Regions from separate parts of the Anser cygnoides genome. Here region 2 is linked to region 1. Evidence: chromatin contacts called from public Hi-C data. All regions are on one chromosome and are shown on one strand. Each heading gives the region's core, a stretch centred on a gene start, on an enhancer-like site or on the middle of the called end of the contact. The rest is flanking DNA. Distances are from core to core; before and after follow the strand shown. Region 1 holds the start of FAHD1 (fumarylacetoacetate hydrolase domain containing 1). Region 2 holds the start of EPN2 (epsin 2).

Region 1 (7,031 bases), core at 1,315-3,814:
GCTTCAGCATTTCGCTTCAGCATTCACAATTATTAAAAAAAAATCCATCTGTTTTTCTCAGAAATTGGATAACTGTGCAGCCTTTGAAAATGGTAAGTGGTAAGTTTTGATGTTCATGGGGAGAGTTTTTTTATTAATATTTTATAACTTGTTTCGTCACTCCTTTGATTTGAAAGAGAGCTCACTGTCATGTAAACTGGTAGAAAATGTAAGATCAGTTGGAGTTTGGAAACGGGACGTGGCTTTTTAACAGCTGGAAATATTTTTTAAAAAACCTTCAACTGTTGCACTGTGTTATGTAAGTAATGGTAATTGCTGCAGTTAGATTTTGATAAAGCATATTTAAATCAGTGAAAGTAAAGACAAGTTTACTGGTGATCTTTACCAATGAGCTTCTTTATCTTTTGTATTATTATACTTTTAGAAGTATATTTAAAGTTTAGTTTAAGAAAATAATCTGCCAGGCATCTGGCACACTTCTGCTGCATAACGCTCCTTGGAGTGGGAGGGAAAGCAATCCTCTTTTAATTTGTACACTTGAAAAATGCATGGAGGAATCATGAAACTCCTGTGAAAACATCTTTATATTGCAGAGTACTCCGAGGAGAGAGATTCTTTCTGAAGCTGTAATTCTTGATTTACTGTTGCATGTGCACCTTTGATTTTATATAGCATGGGTGAGCCTTAGCTCCTAATTTTTATTTACAACCCCAAATCCTCAATCTTGGAAATAAAACCACTGAAAGGAGCCCCCACCCCATGTGACATGTGAGCCTAGGCTTTGAGAATGCCCAAGCGTTACTTTCAAAGTGGTGGCCTACTAAGGGACTAATTAAAACCCTAGATATCTATGGGTTTATAGATTATTCACTGTAATGATGAAAACATATGCAGTGCTTTGCAAAGGCACCTTTCCCCATAGGCTTTTCCACGTTTCATCACAGCTCTTTTTGTTGCAGCTCCCCAGTGATGATGGGCCACAGCACCCAGGTGCAGAGCACCTCTGACTGCTGTTTTGTTGCCCATGAGCCAGCTCTTGGAGCACCAAGCTGCGAAGACCCCACCTTGACAGCTGCCAGGGCATGTAGCTTCACACCCTGGGTGGATTCCAGTCCTCAGGTTAAACTTTTATTTCTCGTTGTGTACGTACGTTTTTGCTGCTTCAATACCTCTGTGCAAGGAAGCCAAGTATATGGGAGACCTGGGAGCCAGGACATGGAAGCCTTCCTGCTAACAAGCAGGTACCAAGGGGAGAGCTGCAGTCCTTACCAGGATCCCAGAGCACTTTCCATACATCACCATTTTAATGTTTCACTTTTTATTTTTTATTTTAAGGCAATATATAGAACAGAAGGGCGCACACACACAGTGAGAGTCTTGCTGCTGCATTTCCTGCCCTGTGTTCATCTCCCAGCACAGTCTGCACAGAAAGTTCCAAGGTACCGTTTAGGTATTAACCAGCTGCCCCACGCTGGGTTGGACTCCTGGCCTGGCCTCCGCTGTACAGCCTCGGAGGAGGCTGAAACCTCCATGGAAATGGGGTTGTTTTGGCCAAAGGTCTTCAGAGCTCATGCGCTACGTGTCCTTGACAACTGACAGTCCAGTAGATGCTTAGGCCATATAAATTTAATTCACGGGACAGTTTGTGTGTCTCTTCGTTCACCAGATACTCCCCAAAAGGCCTTTTCCTACACAGACAGGGGTCCCAGCCGGGCTCTCGGTTAGGACCGCCGCGTTTGCTGTGCCACCTTGAACCGCATGGTCAGGATGTCGCTTATCCCAGCCTCTATCTCATCGTTTACTTGCACAGACCCAACTCCTTCGGGAGTCCCCGTCAGAATCAAATCCCCTTCTTCCAGGGTGACAATTTCGCTGATGTAGCTGATCAGGTAGGGGATGGAGAAGATCATAGAGGAGGTCTCCCCCTCCTGCCTCAGCTTTCCATTCACCTTGAGCCAGATCTTCAGCTTGTGAGGGTCCGGGATCTTCTCCTTGGGCACAAATTCACTGACCGGGCAGGACGTGTTGAAGGCCTTGGCCAAGGTCCAGGGCAAACCCTTCTTTTTACACTCTTCCTGGGTGTCCCTGGCGGTCATGTCCAAGCACAGGGCGTAGCCTGCCACATGCTCCATAGCAGCCTGCTGGGTCACGGCCTGGGCTCTCTTCCCGATCACCACCCCCAGCTCCACTTCGTGGTGCAGGCTGTCGCAGTAGTAAGGCCGGAGAATGGGGGATCCTTCCCGCAGGTAGGCGGAGGAGGGCTTGAGGAAGAAGAGGGGCTCTGAGGGCGGCGCGCTCCCCATCTCCTTGGCGTGCTCGGCGTAGTTGCGCCCCACGCACACGATGTTCCTGCCCCACTCCCAGAAGCGGGCCAGGGGCCGGGAGGAGGCCATGGGCTCGGCGGCTCCTTCACCGGGATGCCCTTGGGGTGTCCTTGCCGGGCCCGGAGGCGCAAACCCTGCCTGCAACGGCGAGCTCCGACCTCCCTCCTTCCTTCCTTCCTTCCTTCCTTCCTTCCTTCCTTCCTTCCCCTGCCTGCTCCCTCCCAAGGACAGGCCGCCTACCCCCCCCCCCCCCGCCTCCTTACCCAGCCCCTCCACGGGGGTTGGCAAACGGCTCGGTTGGGGAAAAAAAAAAGGAAAAAAAAAAAAAAAAAAAGGGCCTGGCCCGGGCGTGCAAGGAGGAGGCGGGCGGCGGCCGGGTGGGAGCAGCGCCGCCCCCGTTGTACGCCGGGGCCGGGGCCGGGGCCGGGGCTGCCGCCGCCGCCGCCGCCTCCCGGGGCGGGGAGCGAAGGTAACCGGGCCGGGCCTGCACCATGCGCGGCGGGGGCTGGCGGAGCCTCGGCACCGCCCTGCGAGCTGGGGCCCTGCTCCGAGCCGGTACGTGGGGAGGGAGGCTCGCCCGGAGCCCACCTGCCCCGGCGGGCACGGAGCGGGGGGCGGCCGGGGGCTGCCCTCGGGAGGGGGGCGGCCGGGGGGTCCCCCTGCCTCCGGGGGGTTCCCCTTGCTCGGGGGGGTCCCCTTACTCCCGGGGGTCCCTTCCTCCGGGGGGGGTCCCCCTTGCTCCGGGGCTGGGCTGGCGGCCTGGGGGGCGCAGCGGCCCCGCAGCCGGCCCCGGGGGGACGTGGGCGCCTGCGGACCCCCCCCAGCCCCGGCGAGCTGCCGAGTTTGACGATGGTTTCTCTTCTCCTTTGCCCACTCAGGGGTGCGCAGAGCTTTTTAAGCTGACTCACAGCCCCAAGTAGGTCAGTATCTGCTTAGCTGGAGCCTGTCTCTGGTGGTGGTTGGTTTTCTTTTTGTTTTTTTTCTTTTTTTTCTTTTTTTTCTTCTCCCCACTGATAACTGATCTCAGGGCTCCTGGAGTTTCTGGACTGCCACGGGTGCTGGTTATGGCTCTGGGGGACAGCGGGCTGGGAGCTGGAATTTTAACCTGAGCTCAACGCGAAATTGTATCGGTAACGTTTTTTAAAAAAAAAAAAAAAAAAAAAAGCCTGGGCTGTGCATTTAAATTTGCGGCCTGAATTCTGAAAGCGTCTCTTTGAACTGGAGCTTGGGCTGGGGCTTGACAGTGTCTCGGGCGAGTCTTGCCAGAGGCCTTTTGCATCACTCCAGCTTTAAGACCTGGCCTTCGTGAGCAAAAATCCTTGGGAGTTACTGCCCGGCTTGGAAACCCTGATGCTATCTTGGGAACAAGCAAACCGAGGGGCTGGCAGACCGAATTTCCCCACTGCAGGGTGTGCACGGGTCCCCGGGCTGGCTGCTGGCGGGGAGCAGGGGCAAGGCGAGCCGCCGTTCCCCGGGGGTGTGCAGCCAACACGGGCTCGCCCGGTGTCCAAAAATATCTGCGTGCAGAGCACATAAAAAAAAGTGAACGTGGTGTTTCTAATTATGTGGCAACGCAGGGATGTACGTCTGGGGATGCATGGGCGGTCACTTTCGTGTCTGTGACAGCTACATTTGAAAGAGCAATTTTCCACTCTTTGCTGTAATTAAAAAAAGAGTAAAACAAAAATACCGTGGAGAAAATGTATAAAGCACCCCTTCGCTGCAGTAACCTATTATTAAACTGCGCTGCTGCCTGCTTGCCCCTAACCTCGAGCGTGCATGCGGTAACATTAATGCTTCCCATGTGCGAACCCTTCCTCTCGGCGAGTCGGGCCGCGCTGACGAGCCGTTCCGCAACACCAAGCGTGCGATCCAGAGGCCTCTGCTGCTCCGCGAGCCCCTGTCACCTCTGCTTCAGGCATCGAGCCAGCGGGGATGTGGCGCAGAACGAGCGAAAATGAAATTACCGGACCTTGATTTTGGAGTAGCCCTGCGCGCAGCACAGTGATCTCGAAACGAGAGCGTTTCGTTAGGTGCAGGGCCAGGGCAGGGGTTAGGAACTGCCTGGGGGTCTGGCGTGAGCAGAGCCGGGGCTGAGCCTGCTCCTCTCCTCCGAGCGGTGCTGGGTGTGCGTGAGGGCTTTTGGTCTGCTCGTCCGACGGGCAGGCTGCAGAGGTGCAGCTCAGCTGCAGATGGGGATCAGAATGAGTTTCACGTTGCATGGATGCTTTCTCCTTCCTTTGTTCAAATCGCATCTCAGAAAACGTTTCCGTATGTGGTGTAGTTTGTTTGTTTGTTGTGCACGAATTGTGAGCTAAACATGCAAAGAGTCTTCAGGATCACGGCCAAGGTTAAAAACGGTTCATAGGAAGAAAGCATTTTAACTATGTGAATAATTCCTTTGAGTTCAAGCTAGGGTTGTGTTTTCTTTTGATTTTTTTTTTTTTATTTTCCAGTTGGCATCTACTGTGCAAACAAACATACAGTAAACGTAGCTCTTGTGAGTGATTACATCCAAAGGAAAAGCGCTCCATGTTATGCTAGAGCAGTTGAGGAGCAATTTTTTTTTTTTCCTATCAAGGAATAGTAAGGATTTGTTATTCTGTTCTTTTTTTTTTTTTTTTTGAAAGGACTTTTCTGCTCCTAAGGACCACTTGGCAGGTATGGATGCTTTCTTTAACACTGTGTGCCTTCCATATCAAATACCCAGAGCATGCCTACACTGTTGTGCCTTGGGATTATTTTTTTTTTGCATTTAATTTTACTACCATCTCCCCTCCATGCCTCCTTTCCAGTACAAGCAGGTGAGGTAGTGGATGCAGAAGGGGAAGATGTTCCAGGGCAGTGGTACTGGAGGGGCCCTGGGGGTGCTGCCACCCCTGTGCCTGGCTTTGCAGCGGCACGCACAGCTGGGAGCTTTGGTCCTGGCCTTGCAGCGCTGTTTGTCCGTCAGCCTCCGGAGCTCCGGGTGGGCTGCAGGCAGCCTGCAGGGCCTCAGCTCCCTGAAGCTGCCTCTTATCAGGACCGACCTGTTTCGAGAGTGGGCCAGGCCGATTAGAGCATGGTGACCCCTCCCTTTGGCACCCGTGGAGGTTACTGAGCACCAAGCGTTGGGCTGGAGGCAGTGGTGCAAAATGAACCAGGAGCTGAGCCAGCCCGATTCGGAGCAATGCAGGCACCTTCAGTGGCATGCGAGGGCCTTGGGTGTTAAAGACAACTGGTGTGTGATTTGTAGAGGCTCGTGCCTCTCGCCCTGCATGTGCATGGACCCAGGCCTGGGTTGTGGATTGCTGGCAGTGGAAGGCCTTGTTGTCTTTGTTTTCCTTCCTTTTTTTTATGTCAGAGCTTCTTATGACTCGGTTGTTTCTTTAAGAACTGTGCATCTGTGAGTTAAAGAGTGGGGAAAAATGGAGCACAGGTTATTTGCATCTGGAATCAGATTTACTACTTGGATCTGATTAAACATTTAACCAAAAGCAAATAGGGAAGCACTGCTGTTGCATCAAGGTAGCCCGTGAGTGAGAACCCTTCCTGCAGTGCATGCCTGGTATCTGCCAGACAGGGAGCCTGGCCCTCCATGTACCTCCCCTCTCTCTGTAGCGCTACGTAAGAAGTGATTTCCCCAATTAATGCACCACGTATTTCTGTTCTAACAGTGTCTATATTTCTCCTTTTTTTTTTTTCCCCTTTTGGTTGTAACATGGCATTTTGTGTTTGTTTTTTTTTTTTTTTTGCAAAGTCATGGTCCCCGGCTGACCTTTGTCCAAGCGCTCCCTCTCTGTTCTGCTTTCCTGCCCCTTGAAATCTCTCCAGTCGAGGTACAGTGCTTTGCCTGCATGAGTACATCCCCAGGAGCAGAGTCCCATCCCTCTTCTGTGAAGCTGCAGAGCACCAAGATCCTCCCATGCCGCGGGGCACAGGGTGACACAGCCAGGCACTAACGCTTTGTCCCGTGGTAGCCGCTCTCCTCTTCCTCTGAAGGAGGCAGGTTGGGCTGTGCATGCCCTTCTCCCTGGCTGCAGGACCTGCTGTGCTGTGTCCCCCTCGTTCCCCTCCTGAGGTCTGGCTGTTTTTGGCTCCCCAGGTCCCGTGTGGCTGCGAGCTGTCTTCCTGCACACAGAGCACGAGCAGAGGAAGTCGAAGACGGTCACGCAAGCCGACATGAAGGTGGAGCTCCTCCCGGCTCTCACAGACAACTACATGTACCTCCTCATCGATGAGGAGACGAAGGAGGCCGCAATAGTTGATCCCGTGCAGCCCCAGAAGGTAATGCCGTCTGCTGCCCCCAGGAGCGGGCTGCTTCCCTGGGAGGTGCTTCCAGGCTGCCACGTACACGAGGGAGTTAGTCACGGGCTGACTCAGGCTTGGGGAAAGGCAGGAAATGCTGGCCTCTCCTATGTACAGATAAAGCTTCACCGAGCTTCTGAGCACAGACAGCTTCTCCCTGACTTCAAGAGTTACTGACCCGATTTTGTTCCCTCCCCTAGTTTGCTCTTATGCAGAAAAGAGGAAATGGGACTGAGCCTGGCAGGATCAGAGACCTTGTGTCCTGATCTGTAACGACTCCCTGAAGAGGGATGGGCCCTCTGCGGAGTTGCTGGGGTGTTTGCATGCAGGTGTGGCTCTCAAACCCGGTAGTGGTTGCACACAGGTACCAGGTGTGCTGTTAAGCTGCCTCGTGTGAGTTCTAATGCTCTCCTCATGCCT
Region 2 (7,031 bases), core at 3,246-5,745, 980 kb after region 1:
TAGAGGGGGAGATAGAGAAGACAAAAGACAGGTTTGTACCATTTCTAGAGAAGCAGACAGCATTCAAGCGTTCTCCCGTCTAGGCCACCCTCCGAATCCATTCTGCTTTTCATGCCTTGTAAATTTGGTATTTATTACACAGTTACATGACTGAAGACTCAGCAACTGTAGACTACATTAATAAAACAGCACTTGGAGGAAAGACGGGAGCAGCCAACGCCGTGGAAGAGAACCGCATATATCAGAAGAGAGCTCACGCAAGAATTTCCACTAATTACTTTAGGCAGTTCGGGGACCTACGTTCCTGACCGTGGAAGGAAAAACATGAAATGAAACGAAAATAAACCGCACGCAACAGGACAACAAAACTCCTGAGTCCGAGATTTTTGAGAACTTTACCCAGCCACCTCCACCATAAAGCCAAGATAAGGAGAGCCTGCGAGGCCGAGATGCCGCCAGCCCCGGGCCGGGACTGGTTTCCCCCAGCCGTGCGGCTGGAGCCAGCTGTGCTCACGCTGCCAGCGGGGACCTGCCGGCGCTGGGCTCTGCTCCGTGCCCTGCTCGTGTTTCCCCACCTGGAAAGAGCCGGCTTTTTCAAGTCACTGTGCAGCCACGGCGTAAGCAGCGTGAACGGACCACCTCTGACCTTGAACGCGAGCTAGGCGAGGAACGAGATAGAAGCATTTATGTTAACAGCCCCGGGTGACATGAGAACAGATAGACACACCAGTAACAATTAACACCACGCAGGGCGTTGGGGCTGGGATCAATTTTTAAGTTCGGTTTTGGCAGCTACACCAAAATATTTGGGCTAATAATTACCTATACTGAAGAAAAGCATTTCACTAAATATAGTCTTACCAAAATGAAAAAAATTTAGTATTTCCATATAAAAATGCAATGGTATTGGGGCTAGAAAACACAAAAATACTTCAATATTAATTTTCTGATTAGTATAATCATTCACACAAACTCCAGTCTGAGATATTTACATGCATCTAACTTCACGTGGTAACTCCGAACATGTGCAGTACAGTTTGATGGCACTCAGCCTCAGCAATTTAATTTTCCCTCTCCTCAGAAACTAAATCCAACTTCTGATCGCTTGCAGACTACTTTGCCTCATCAACAGCTTAGACCACCTTCAAAAAAATCATACCCCACACTTGAAAACCCAAGCCAAAATGTCATTTGCAAGACGTTAAATAAGCCAATAACAACTTTCTACAAATTTCTGCCTCCCGCATCACCCCTCAAGAGGCTCAACTGCTACGGCCACATAATTTTAGATTCATCCTGCAGCTTACGGCCTGGGAGTTCACTTATTCTGTTATACAAGCATTCTAAATTTATTTTTCACCCCACAGAATAGGAAAGCAATCCTATCCCAGCCATCAAGACTGATTAATGCTGCGATTTTTTGTAAGGTCTGCTATTCAGCACGTAGCAGTATGCAACCAAATTGACGTATGGCAATGCTAGCAGACCTACAATTAGAACTGGGAGGTTTTATTCTAAAGGACAGCACGCATGTTGTTCTCCTCCACGGCGTCTCATGCTTTCTTAATGAGCAGCTAGGCTACTGAAATACACAAAAAACCACTGCTCTTTGAAGCACTTAAGACAGCAGGACACTAGTACGTTTCGATACTTTCCCTGCACAGATCAGAGCAAGGCAAAGGGGGGAAAAGAACATTACAGGCATTCATACAAACCAGACACCTTTCATTTTCTATTAGCAAGATCCCAAGAGACAATTCAGCAAGCTGCAAATATGGCACTGGAAGGCTAGGAAGTTGTTTCCTGAGTACCACTCATTACACAAAGATTTCAGAGTAACTCACAGTCTTCTCGGCCAGGCAAAACCAATAGCCACTTCCCCCTCCTACACACGAGACCCATGAAGAGCAACATCACGAATATCATAGCTATTCGGTAATGTATTTCTCCTAAGACAGATTAAAATCTAATGATTCCTTAAAAAAAAAAAAGCACCAATTTCTCTACCCAGCAAGACTATCAGCATTTTTATGAAGTAACAAATTAGGCCTTTGGCATTTTACAGCAGCGATCCAAGATTTGAGGCTTCTCAAAAGCTCCAAGTTTTAAAGCAATCAAACGTCTGACAGCTGGAATGAAATTAGCATGATTAACCAGTTATGTAAATAACGATGCGGTCAGTACAAGCACAATTCATTTACGCTCATTGCATTATACAGCTTGCACTGGACACCAGATGTTTGTCAACTATTCATTAAAAGTGACTGTAAGAATAATGGACGTGAAAAACACCACGAGCACTACCATCCGGGGCACCTGACAGCCAGGGCTCAGATCAGGGCTCTCCTACTAGTACAGGACAACAAGGCAACTTCTAGATAAGCCTTTTATTTCCCAATTATCACCCAAAGCTATCCACCTCCTACCTAAGGAACAGGTCTTTTTTTTTTTTCCTCTTTTTTTTTTTTTTCCCTTCTTCCTAAACAGAGAGGTCCAGCCTGCAAGAATCTTCATTTCTTAACGGCGGGCGTTATTTTTCAGCTGTCAGCACACAGAGAAGTCTGCTAACCCAGGCTGCCGCGTAGGAGAACCGTCGTCACGGCAGGATGATGCCGCATAGTTGCTTTATGACATCAAGGAAGTTGCAATCAGCAGCAGCAAGTCAAACTTCCTGAAGTATAACTTGCCGTCAGCTCAGCCTTATCAGAATCCGTCTTCAGGAATGCACACTCATGGTTAATTTGTACTCGGTAATTTTTGATAACGTGGTTAAATATTTAATATACGGCAGATTATCTTTAAAACTCTGTCTAGCTAGTTTACCGTGACCCCGAGTTTGCAAGAGAAAATTTATCAGAAGTTGTGATTCTTCACAATGAAACACTATACGTGAGCCTCTTTGGAAATAATGTATCTGGGAATCAGCCAAGACAAACATATTTAGAAGCACTTCCTAAACAGGCCCTATTTTGCTGAAGATATCGTTATGATGTATTTGTATTTTAATTAAAAATCGCTCTAACATCTTGTATTTTAAACCTTAGCAATCCAGTTTTCTCTGACCTTGTCTTGCATAAAACACAGCAATACAGAATTATGCAAGAGTTCCATATTACCATAAAATATGTATTACAGTGGAGAGAATAATAAAACTGAACCTTGTGGCCTGATTTGCATTTTGAACTCCTAAAGTCAGTCTCCACAGCCTGCAACACCCGCAACATGGCTTAGCAGTCAGAACAAGTACTCTGCATCTCCCGGTGAAAACGTAGGATTCGGGGCATTTGCTTAAAAAAAAAAATACCAAAAAGCAGCACGTCCAATTCGTGGGGATTTTAAATACAACTCAGCTCTCTCCAGATCAGCGATAAGGAAGGGGAAAGGGGGTTGGGGGGGGGGGGAGCGTTACACGCCCCTTGGCCAAATAAAATCGAGACCAAATATCTGCTATCGATACGCCTCGCAGCTTTAAAATCGGCACGGCTCATTGTTGGCAGCCTGCAATAATCCCCGTGCAAATACAATTCACAGCTGCGATACCGATTAATACGGCACGCTAAGTGCTCGAGACCGATCCGTAGCATCGGATCTAGCGCGGGCAGGGCGTTAAGAAGAGAGGGGGGGAAGAAAAAAAAAAAAAAGGAAAATCTCAAATGGATTTAAAAAAATAAAATACATGAGAGCAGCATTCCGCATGCGTTGGTGAACCCGGGCTCGGCGCCCCTCAGGGGGATGCGGGGCCGAGAGGGGGGGAGCGGGGCTGAGGGGGCTGGGTCTTGGGGGGTCGGAGTTTTTGGGGTCTGGGGGTTTTGGGGTCGGTCCCCCCCCCCCCCCCAACGGTTCCCCCACAGCGTTCCCGGCCCGGGGGCGGCCCCGGGGCGCAGTCACCTTTCCCGGCAGCTCCTGGCAGTGCCTCCTGCTCGCAGCCGGGGCTGCCATGATGGCCAGGAACTGTTGCTAGCGACCTAATGGAGACAACAAAGGCCGCCCCGGCCCCGCGGGGGGCTGCCAGCGCCGCCGCCACCCCCCCCCGGACACCCCCGGACGGACGGACGGGCCCCTCCCCAGCCGCCCACCCCCGGCAGGGCCCGGCCCGGCCCTAACCCCGCCGCCGGGCCCCGCTCCCCGCCGCGGGGAGGCCCCGCAGCCCCTGAGAGAGGGGGTGGGGGGGGCCCTGCCCGCACCCCAACCCACCCCCCAGCCCCGGTTCCCCGCGGCTGAAGGGGAGAAGGCTCCGGGGAGAGGGGGGAAACGGAGGGGTGGGAGAGGAGGGGAGGAAAAACGGGGGGCTTCCTCCGCCGCCCCCCGCGCGCACCCCGCGGCTCCCGCACTGACCTGGCGCTGCGTGCTGAGGGGGGGGGAGCGGGGAAGGGGCTGCGGTGTCGCGATGTGGCGGTGTCGCGATGTCCCGGTGCCCGGCCGCCGCCGCCGCCGCCGCCGCCTCTGGCTGGGTTTGACACCCACACGCACCATCCAACATGGCGGCGGCCGGGGGGGTGGGGGGGGCGGCGGAGGAGGCGGAACCGGCGGCCGAGCGCGGCCCCGAGGCGCGGCACCGGGCCGCGCGCGGCGGGGAGAGGAGCGGGGGAAGGGGAAAGGGGATAAATGAGGGGGGTAGGGGCTGCGCTGCAGGTCCCCGCTGCCTGCTGTGGGGCCTCTACTTCCTCACGCTCCTCTCCTTCATCGCCCTCCTCGCCCTCCTCTCCCCTCAGCCGGCCATGGCGGGCCGCCCCGCAGCGCCCTCTCCTCACGGCCCGGCCCGGCCCGCCCTCAGGCCGCGACCCCCCTGCCTCGAGGGCGGACATTTCCTTCTCCTCAGGAGGCGGCCGGGCCCCCAAGGGACCGCCATCGCTGCCCGCCGCCCCTGGGGCACCGCGCTCCCCTCGTCCCCCCCCTCAGGATGGGGTGCAAAATGATGGCATTTGGGCATTTAGGGATGGTTCTGGGTCGTGCCCCCCTCACGATGAGGTGCAAAATAATGGCACTTTGGCATTTAGGGATGCTTCTGGGTCATTCCCCCTCAGGTTGGGATGCAAAACGATGGCGTTTTGGCATTTAGGGACACTTCTGGGTCATCCCCCCTCATGGGATGCAAAAGGATGGCACTTTGGCATTTAGGGACACTTCTGAGTCATCCCCCCTCACGATGGGATGAAAAATAAAAAAGTCATTTTGGCATTTAGGGATGATTCTGGGTGGCGGTGGGGAGTGTGTGTTAACGGAGCTGCAGGAAGACCTCGGTGGTCACGCCAAGGGGAGCTGCGCTGCGGTGGTGGGAGCGTGGCAGGAGGAGCCGGGCAGTCTGCAGCTCGCCTTCTTTTCATTTGGGAGCAATGACCAAAGCAGTGCCCCGGATCATAGGTTGGGAGAGGTCTCCTCGTGGTTCTCTGAGTGTTTGTTCCCATCATAAAACCGTGAGACAATTCGAGGAAACGGGACGTGGCTGTTCTGGAGACAGCGAGGGTCGGTGCAGGTCAGGAGGGAAGCTGGCTAGCAGGACTCATATTAGCGCGGCTGGCTCCAGGTAGCACTACTGGTCATTTAAAACCCAAATTCCTGAGGAATCTTGCCTTATTAAAGCACAATAAGACAAAGGGAAACAGAGCAGAATCCAGCGCATACGGCTGTGCTTTTCAAATGAGAGGAAGGCCAGGCCACGCACTCCAAACTTACAGCCCAGCCCTTCTTCCCTCGGAGCTGGTAGCAAAATTCCCACTGACCTCAATCTGAGAAGGATCGAGGTTTAAATACTGAAGAACATGGACTGCAGCAAAGCAGAGTAAGCTGCATTAAAAGGAACTTGTTTTAGAAATGCTGCAAGTCCAAATGCTTTGAATACCATCTGGTAGCTGGGAAGCCAAGTCTTCTGCAGCTAGCTGCAACAGTGGCTTAGCTGTTAACCTTGAGCTAGGAGAGCTAAGCAGAATGAAATTCGGGGTGAAAAAATAAAGCATCTGCAAGCATCTGACGCTATCAGCAGGAGCTGAAAGAATACTTCTCCCTTTTTGTCTTTAGAAAAAGCAGCAATGGTGGAAACCTAATGTTTCTGTGCGTGTTCATTAATCCTAATGATTAGGTGCTGACAGCTCTAAAGAACAAGAAAAAAGCTCTTGTTTAAAATAAAATGTGCAGAATAAGAGTGTTCCTGCTGCCTTCTCTCCTGCCTACCTGCCTCCCAGGTCTGGACAGACAACTCTCAGAAACAGGTGGGAGCTTCTTCTCCGCTTCCAGCTCCATCCCAGGCGTTTCTTGCGTTCTGTCTACAGTGCAAATGTACAAATAAACGAACCCAGCAAAGAACTCCTACAGCTGGCACACCTGTATCAACAAGACTATTTTCTATCAACCAGATCAAGTCACTCAGCGTGGGCAAAACAAGCCACCCAAGTAAAACTAAGCTCTTTTTTATTACACTTGTGTTAACACCTTAAATCACGGTGTTTGTGCTAGGCTGGCCGTGTTGCCCAAATCAATACAGCTGCACCAGGAGAGATTTGCCCAGGCCGCAGTGGGACGATCCCTTCTGGCGGTCTCCTGAGGACACCCACAGTGGGCACAGACTCTCTGCAGTGGATCTATGGCCCTTCTTGCATATCAGCCACAGCAGGTCACTGCTACTTGTCCTGTGAGTTTAAACCCAGGTGCTAGCGTAGCAAACGTTCCTTCCCAGTTCTGTCCTCTGAACAGGCTGTACCACGCCTTGGATGTTGACCCGTGACACTCTATCAGGTTGTTCACAGCACGTTTCAGTTGTGTTGGCAGAGCCAGAGTTCAAGGCCATTATTGCAACACGAGTTCAGCATCAGAAGCCGATAACCATGGCGTCTCCCCAGTAACTGCTTCGGCAGCAGAGCAGTCCGCATGGAGAAGGCAGATGGAGGCAGCGAACCCCACGAGTGGGAGTAAAGGGGCCTCCATGCCACAATGAGCACAAGGATAACAAGAGGGGCTGCAGCGCGATGCCCGGTATGCAGGAGACTCTTCCAGCAGAGACGAGGCAGACGCAGCCTCTCCCAGCTCTGCCCGGCCAC

Evidence for each region. A called contact is a pair of places that touch in the nucleus more often than the background predicts.
Region 2: a Hi-C map of liver shows a contact between it and region 1, with 2.0 times the contacts expected there. The contact joins the promoter of EPN2 here to the promoter of FAHD1 in region 1. A contact is called at or near these places in 2 of 7 Hi-C or Micro-C datasets (both in liver).

The regions. Positions count from the first base shown.
Region 1 is chr15:1,843,580-1,850,610 of Taihu_goose_T2T_genome, forward strand. It overlaps FAHD1 (fumarylacetoacetate hydrolase domain containing 1), which reads right to left and starts at 2,565. Exons shown (of 1, transcript XM_013174962.3): 1 at 1,302-2,565. The coding sequence starts at 2,393. The coding sequence ends at 1,722. HAGH (hydroxyacylglutathione hydrolase) reads left to right here and starts at 2,228. Exons shown (of 11, transcript XM_066977548.1): 1 at 2,228-2,246; 2 at 3,203-3,244; 3 at 4,955-4,985; 4 at 6,409-6,590. The coding sequence starts at 6,486.
Region 2 is chr15:2,825,297-2,832,327 of Taihu_goose_T2T_genome, forward strand. It overlaps EPN2 (epsin 2), which reads right to left and starts at 4,496. Exons shown (of 8, transcript XM_066977750.1): 1 at 4,336-4,496.